Regions from separate parts of the Sus scrofa genome. Here region 1 is linked to region 2. Evidence: chromatin contacts called from public Hi-C data. All regions are on one chromosome and are shown on one strand. Each heading gives the region's core, a stretch centred on a gene start, on an enhancer-like site or on the middle of the called end of the contact. The rest is flanking DNA. Distances are from core to core; before and after follow the strand shown. Region 1 holds the start of PHF14 (PHD finger protein 14). Region 2 holds the start of NDUFA4 (NDUFA4, mitochondrial complex associated).

What was found. A called contact is a pair of places that touch in the nucleus more often than the background predicts.
Region 1: a Hi-C map of skeletal muscle shows a contact between it and region 2, with 2.9 times the contacts expected there. The contact joins the promoter of PHF14 here to the promoter of NDUFA4 in region 2. A contact is called at or near these places in 1 of 5 promoter capture datasets (liver), 11 of 47 Hi-C or Micro-C datasets (adipocytes, alveolar macrophages, heart right ventricle and 3 more) and 2 of 2 datasets of contacts at active chromatin or transcription factors (alveolar macrophages and skeletal muscle).

The regions. Positions count from the first base shown.
Region 1 is chr9:80,675,307-80,679,244 of Sscrofa11.1, forward strand. PHF14 (PHD finger protein 14) reads left to right here and starts at 1,879. Exons shown (of 19, transcript XM_013979728.2): 1 at 1,879-3,054; 2 at 3,556-3,666. The coding sequence starts at 3,054.
Region 2 is chr9:80,641,955-80,646,449 of Sscrofa11.1, forward strand. It overlaps NDUFA4 (NDUFA4, mitochondrial complex associated), which reads right to left and starts at 2,055. Exons shown (of 4, transcript NM_001097468.2): 1 at 1,942-2,055; 2 at 764-852; 3 at 1-58. The coding sequence starts at 1,983.

The sequences.
Region 1 (3,938 bases), core at 629-3,128, 33 kb after region 2:
GGGTGAAGGAGGTCAAGTGTATGGTGATGAATGGTAACTATAGACTCTGGTGGTGATCACTTTGTAGTGTACACAGTTGTCAAATTATAATGCTGTACACCTATATATATTCTTATATATATGTAAGTTTTCTCAAAAATCTATCAGTTTATCCTCCTATGATCAGAAGACAAGGAAGTCAGCTCTCCTACATTTGTTCAATTGCACACTGGATATTCTAGCAAGGGCAGTTAGGTGAGAGAAAAAAAAAAAAAAGGCAACCAGAAAAGGGAGGAAAAAGTTTAACGTCATTTCCTGAAAATTGCACATATTTTTTTCTAACATTGCATTAATTGGAATTTAATTACATAATTGCACATAACTTCAAATTAAAGAATGCAGTCTTTATTCTTAGAAAGCTTGTGACTAGTTAAAGTTTATTTTTGAAGAAGAAGGTGATAAAAGGTATTGGGAGATGATTGTCAGTCTCTTCCACAATTATTAAATGCACATCAAAAAAAGGAATCAGCTATTTTCCATCCTTCCTTCTTTCTTTTCTTTCTTTCTCTTTCTTTTCTTTCTTTCTTTTTCTTTTCTTTCTTTCTTTCTTTTTCTTTTCTTTCTTTCTTTCTTTCTTTCTTTCTTTCCTTTCTTTTCTTTCTTTCTTTCCTTTCTTTTCTTTCTTTCTTTCCTTTCTTTCTTTCTTTTCTTTCTTTCTTTCTTTTTCTTTCTTTCTTTTTCTTTCCCTCTTTCTTTCCTTCCTTCTTTCTTCCTTTCCCCTTCCCCTTCCTCCCTCCCTTCCTTATTTCCTTACCTTTTTTCTTTTCATATTTAAAATTTTTTTAACACATGAATTGCAAAGTTTAAACAAGTCTAAATGTAATATAATCCCCTGGATTGGCCCTTGGAACAGAAAAAGGATATTAGTGGAAAAACTAGTACAATTTGAATTTTACTTAATTGTATTATTCATGCTATTGTACTATTGTTAATTTTTAGTTTTATAAATTTCCAGGGTTATGCATGTATTGACATTAAATGGAAGCTATGTGAAGAATACAAAGCAACTGGAGTTCCCTTGTGGCACAGCAGGTTAAGAATGTGGCATTGTCACTTCAGTGACTTGGGTCGCTGCTGTGGCTCAGGTTTGATCCCTGGCCTGGGAACTTGCCACATGCCATGCGTGTGACCAAGAAAATAAAGAGTATAAAGAAATTCAGTACTATCTTTGTACACTTCAATAAATCTAAAATTAATCCAAAACTGAAAGTTTAAAAAATGATTGCTAATAGGCAATGGCCAAGGGTTTGGAAAATAAATATTTTGATTGGAGAAATAACAGCTCTGAAAGCAAGTGGGGAGCATTAAAGATCAGATGCCACCTTTCCATGCTGAGAAAAGGAGGGGCTTTCATTTGAGAGGCCTGCAGGGCAATTTTCCATTTTATACAGAGAGGTACAAGAATGATCATTGGAAGGGAAAAGGGCTTTCTAAGTATTAAAATTTCAGAATGAAAGTTTCTTTGGCACAATAGAAAAGTTTGAGTGGGCAGTGGTAGTTTGGGTTAGGGAACTAAAGGTTCAGAGATTGAAGGTTCAGAGAAATTGCATTTTTAGCAGTGATGAGGAACAGAGAAAGATGAGGTTACAGTAACGTTAGGTTGGAAAGTCCTGAGGCATTAGAGGTTGCCCAGGTTTTGAGGAATCTGACTAGCCATGTTCTTAGTCCTTGTCATTTGCACATGTCCTTTCTTTGGTCTAGAACCTGTCTTTTTTTCCTCCCTTTCCCAGTTTAGACGCTATATCTGGATCTAAATGTAACTTTCTGCAGGAAGACTTCTCTTCTCCTAGCATGGGTACTTTTTCCCCTGGCAGCACTTTTCACAATAGCAATTGCTCACTTTTTTTGCTTGTATCTTCAACTATGCCTTAATATCTGGCAGGGAAAAGATAACAACTCTCTTGCTGAAGATTTAGCCACTATGTAGTTATTCCATAAATTGTACAATAAGTACTTACTAATTTTTCAAATTTAGTGTTACAAAATTTAATTCATTCACAAAAGATTTCAACACTTTTATTGGCGGAATAAATGAGTGAATTGAATCAGTTTCATCCAAATTTTTCTCTACCTTTGAAATATAAACATTTAAAAAGTACTAATATTGCTCAGATTTTCAGTGTTTTTAAAAAAATAAACCTGTATGTGAACAAACATGGCGTTTCGCAAGGACTGACAAATCCAATTGTACATACTTTTCTCATGTTTATACAGATTTAAACATTCACCTCAAAAAATAAATTCCCGAAGTGTATGAAAAGCACTATTCCACATTCATGGGGACACACATCCTGCCGTCTTATCAGAAACAAAAACTGGCTTCCCCCAGATTTGGACTGAAGACTGGGCCTAAGAAGTTTGCGGAAGGAGGGTCTTGGAGACCTCTGGGCTCCGGCTCCGTAATGCGCGGCTGCGCTGGGCTCCGTCTCGGCTTCCATTCGGCTCCGTCCGGCTCCGTTCGGCTCCTCCTCCCGAAGCGAGAGTGGAGGCGAGTCCAGAGCATGCGCTCTCAGGTTGAGCTGATCTTAGGGCTGCTCTCTGGCTGGAGTTTTCACTTCCTTCTCTTCAGAGCTGTATCCGGGTCGTTGCTTTCCCTATTGTCTTAGACAACCGGCCTCGGACTGTGCAAATTCTGGGTCTTTTGTTGCAGGCTAATAAAGTTTTTCTTTCTTTCATTATTTTTTTTTCCTAAGAGTTTTGTCGGGGGAAATTAACCCCCCAGGGCTGCCGGGTTGGCCGCGCTGCCTGGGCCGGAGGGCGCCTCTGGCCGGGGAGAGCCAAGGGAAGCCACCAGAGCTGCCGGGGCCGGTTCTCTGAGGACTAGGGGCCGGGGGGGCGGGAGGGGAACCACGGGGGGGGGGCACTTAGGGCGCCCTGGTTAGTCCGCGGCGCCGCCTGTTTTTAAATAGCATCTTTCAGACTTGTTTCCGCGGTCTCAGTCCTCGACCTCGGCGCTACCTGGGCTCTCGAAGCCTCTCCCTAGGTCTCCTTCAAACGACCACCTCGGATTCCTTAGTAAGTGTGTCAGAGGCGTCCGCGGGCAGACAGATCCATTTCAGTCCTTGCAGAAGTCAGGGCCGGCGGGAGTAGGGCAGGGGTGGGAGGGTCCTGGGGGAAGTCGGACCTTTTGTGGACGTTCCCCCAGGTTCCAAGGTCCGTGAGAATGAACATTGCCTTTTATATTCCCTGCGCTTTGCATTTTCTTCATACTGACTGTTAAGATGTCTAAGTGAGAGATTACGAGCGAATCTCAGAAACAAGATTTTTAAAGAGGGTCAGTTTCAATCTTGGTCGGCCTGGGTTCGCATTTGCTGCACCTGAGGGACTGGTGCTGCCAGTGTGGCTGCCTGACCCTCCCCAGGCCAACCTTCCCATCTCACCTTTTGCTGAGAATTGAATTAAGGCAAAGGTTTGCACCACCTGCAGGAGGTTATCTGAGCCTTCCCTCAGCACCACAGCTTTACCCTGTGCTTGGTGTGATTGTGAATGACGATGTGATGTTTTTTTTCTTAACAGTGGATCGCAGCTCCAAGAGGAGGCAGGTGAAGCCTTTGGCAGCTTCTCTCCTAGAAGCTCTCGATTATGATAGTTCAGATGACAGTGATTTTAAAGTTGGAGATGCTTCAGGTAAATGTTTCCTTCTTGCTTCCCTTTCCCCAGCTTTCTGGAGTTGAGCTGATTTTCAGACTTTTCTTAAAAATAATCGATTTTGTTTAAAATGTCAATATAAAGTTAAAGCATTTAAACCTTATTTTGTCCATTTGGTTTCCCACATATCCCTAAGATCTTATCACTAAATAATATCACTGCTTCTGTTTTAGTTGATAGCTTAGATAATTATTAGGCAGAGAAGGACTTATTCCAAAGATGCAATAATATGTAAATCAGCTATACCACCT
Region 2 (4,495 bases), core at 805-3,304:
GTATTGATCATTGGGACCCAGTTTATTCCAGGGTTCTGGGTTATTCTTCCTGTCCCAACTAAAATAAAACATTGTAACTGTTACAGTAAACACTTTGAAACAGATTTTTGTATTCAAGAAACTAGTATTTCAAATAGATCAATCTCATTCCTAGGTAAAGTATTGATGCTATTTTCAAAATGGAGTATAGAGTTGAAACAGAGATAGAATCCATAATAAGCAATCTCACATAATTAATTAGAAAAAGAACACAAAACCTCTTAGGGCAGTTGTTCTTGTTCCTACCTCTGTTACAAGAAACTTTATACTTGGCTTTTACTAATATTTTCTATCTCATCAATAAAGTGATATATAGAAAAGTGCACAGAATAACAATGACTCAAACTTTTCCATGTCTATATTGTTTTCCAACTTCAAAAAGAAGCATTACTTATTGCGGAAAAACATGCAAAAAACATTTAAATGTACCAGCTACCCCAACAAAGTATTTTTTTAAGTTATTATTGTCTCAATTTTCACAACACTACGAGATGGGTATGAGCAGCTCCACTCAAACCATGAGAAAATGAGACTCAAAGAAATCTAGATAATTTCACGAACCAAGAAAAGTAAAAGACACCAGTAGAAGTGGGACCTGAACTTACTGTATGACTACAAAATTCAGGTTCTTTCTACTACTTGATGGTGTCTCCCTAGAAAGACTGTGTGGTTCCTAAACCAGTTTGATGAACCATCAAAGTTCTAAATATTTTTAAGGACTTACCAGACATCTGGATTGAACAATGCCAGGCGTGTGACATACAGTGCTGCTCCAGTACCTCCAGCACCAATAAATACAAAGAGGGGGATCAACTAGAACGAAAAACAAAACAAGACAAAAATTAACAGCCATCTTCAACTACCTACATTCTAATAGAAACGTATAACTACGGTAGTTTCTACACATTGATTCCCAAGTCTCAAATTACTGGTTTTTGATCTTGTCTTAAAATCTAAATGAAGATGGACCTCATACTGAGGTTAAGATTTCTAATAACTACGTTCAAAGGAAAGAAATGGAATTTCCAAAGAATGTAAGAAGATTATGGTTTAATGTGGAAAAAATTATACTCAAATTTTAAATTTTTCAAGAAAATACGCTGTCTCCTTCACCACTCTAATATTGATATATCACTCCCATTAAATTTCTCAGTTTCTTTCACCTTAAGGTTTCAAAATCAACCTCCTGGCAAATTACTTAAGCTTGTTTCAATATAGATGTTATGAAAAACATAATTCTGTTAGAATCTGAATGACCAAACAGAAATACACCTATTACAAATGGAGATTTTACGCATAATATCTGAAAACATACTATCAATGCTTAATGCGTATTTAGGCAACTGGGTTTAAGATAAAGATTAAAGCTTGGGTAACTGAGTTCTAGAACCCCAGCACGTTAATATGCAAAATTAGAGATATAAAATAACTCAAATGGGATCAAATTCTGTGCTACTAAAATATTCAAAAATGTCCAGACATCAAGACAAACTGAGGATTCCAAGATCAGAGACCTTCACATGTGCCTCAAAGCTTGGTAGTCCAATGCAATGAATGTAAAACCCTTAACAGACAGCACAACAAATAGGGTACCTGACCTTTGCTAATCTCTAATCCACACAGCCCTCTTGATCAGACCAACCTGCAAAAGGACTCGGCCACCACTGTTTCAACATATCATCTTCCTGGACAGCATCCCTCACCTTCCGCCTGCCAGTCCCAACTCCACGATGCACAGCGTGGAAGGTCAGAGATCAAGGTCATGGGGCAACCAGGAGGTTAAGACTGGAGAAACAGTGAGTGGCTGCGAAAGAGGAAGATCCCTCCCAGGGGTCTGAAGCCGACCCAACCGGACACAGGATGGGCAACTGAAGACATTGGAAAAGGGTTATAGGAACTCACGCTAGGATGCTTCTTGGCCTGCGTGATGATCTGGCGAAGCATGGTAGCGACAGAGGCCTCGAGCCTAGAGGGCAAAGAAAATTAACCTGCAAGGTCGGGGACTAAGCAGGATCTGCGCAGATCAGGAGCGGACGTCCAAAGTCACCCAGGACCTCCTACCTGAAGGACCCCTGGCTTTGGAGGGTAGCTGCGGCAGGAGGGCCCGGATGCAGCTGTCCTAAACAGTGCCTGCTTTGATCCAGCGATGTAGCCTGGACAAACCAACTGTGTTCCTCTGCAAAGCGAAACATTCTCATTCCCATGCTATGATGAGTAATTTTTTGCGTCAAAACTAGAATCCTTCGATTGACTAGACAGGCAGTTTCTCAGGAGGCCCCTTGTTTAGGGCCGGGGCGGGCAGGAGAACGGACAGGCCTCGCGCTCCCGGAGCGGGGTCCTCTTACTAGGCGCCTGCGAGCCTGGTCCGCGCATGGCGTCACTGGGCGCGCGCGTGCCGGCCGCGCGTCACCCGCCCTGACCGCCGCAGAGGGAGCTGTGCGGTGGCTCTGGCTGCCGAGTGCCGCGCGCCTGGAGGTCAGGTCGCGTCTCTAGCTGCTAAGGTCAGCGACTGCGGTTTAAAAATACTGCAGCTGCTTTGTGTCCTTAACTGTCGTTTACGGGCAGAAGTTAGAAACTGTTAAATGATTTAAAGATGGCAATAGTCCTGTCAGTTTGACTCTAAACCTTCAGTTTCCATTCCTTGCTTGAGTGTTCAACACCACGAAGACCTTTGCGACCTTGCTACTTTCCCCTCTCCCTGGGCCCGAAATTGCATTCTCAAAATATTTTTTATTGGTCGTGTGGTTACACACAATCTTTACTAGTACCCCAATACAATTTTCCCTTATTTCTTTTTTGGGTTTGTTATTTGTTTGTTGCGGGGGGAGGGGGTTGTTTTGTTGTTGTTAAACCTCGAAAGCCTTCCCTGGAGCAGGCTTTAGGGGACGCTGGGGACAACTTGAATACCTTCCAACCTCATAGGTAGTTTAGAGCATTAACCAAATGATCAGAAGTAATTGGGCCTAGAAAGAAGAAAGTCTCCTCTGAGAAGGCAATGTTGGATCTGAAGGAGGAGTAGACAGTAATCCAGTGAAAACATGCAAGTGTATACAACAGAGGTAATAGATGTAAAGGTCTGAAAGTAAGGAGACGATTTGAGAAACTGAGGACAGCCTGCTATGGCTGGAACTTGAAGAGTGAGAATAGGTGAGGGATCAGGTTTGTAGGAGGGACTGGTTAAGGGGCCATTGCAATAGTCTATGTGAGAGATAATGATAGCTTAGACTCCTATAGGAAATGTTATGATGAAGATAAGACTCAAGAGATATTTAGGGGATAGAATCAATAAGACCTGGTAATTAGATTTAGCGAAGTGAAGTGAGAGTGAAATCCAAGATAATTCCAGAAGTTCAATTTTTTGACCAGTATGGATGTTGATGCCAATTATTGAGATAAAACAATGGAGAATTATGGGTATGTGTTTATGTAAAATTCAAGTGGACTTCTGTGAGGCAGAAGGGAGATCTGCTAAATACATTTAGGACTCAGTTTTTTCTAAGAAATGAGCCATATAGCTAAATGAGATGCTTAAGGAGAAAAGGTAGAATGACAAGAGAGACAAAGGACATGGAACTGAGGAATGCCAATATGTAATGCTTAGGAGAGGAGATACGGCTGGTGAGGTAGGGGAAAAAAGATCATGATTATTAAGTGACTTGTCATGAAGCTTAGCAAAACGTGTCTTTTTCATTTGTTCAGTAAATCTTTATTAAGTCCCTACTGTGCATTGGGCACTGTTCTAACTAGGGAGATAGCAGTAAATAAAAAATTGTTCCTCCTTAAAGGGATTTTACATGGTGATTGGGAAGACAAACCATAAACAAATAATTCAAATAATTAAGATAATTTTAGATAGTAATAAACCAATAAAATAGAACAATGAGAGAGAAAAGGACATGGGGTAGTGGAGGAATTAAATTTACTTTAGTGAGGGTAGACATGGAAGCTCCCTCTGAGGAGGTAGTATCTGAGCTGAAACCTAAATGAAAAAGGGTAACCTAGTAAAGATCTGGCAGAAGAACATTGCAGTGGTCAAGGGAAATAGTTTTGAGAATTAAAAAAATATATGTATAAGGGAGTTCCCGTCATGGCTCAGTGGAAACGAATCTGACTGGTATCCATAATGATGCAGGTTCCATCCCTGGCCTTACTAAGTGGGTTAAGGATCCAGCATTGTTGTGAGCTGTGGCGTAGTTTGCAGACTCAGCTCGGATCTGGTGTTGCTGTGGCTGTGGCTTAGGCCAGCGGCTACAGCTCTGATTTGACCCCTAGCCTGGGAACCTCCATTTGCCTCAGGTGCAGCCCTCCGTATGCCTCAGGTGTGGCCCTCCCTAAAATGCTCAAGGGAGGCCAGTGTGGCTGACCCCTAAAAAAATGAGATCAGCGAGGCTGTAAAGGTCTCTCTGACATTGATCTTATAGACTATGATAAGGAGTGTGGTTATGTTTTTTAAAAA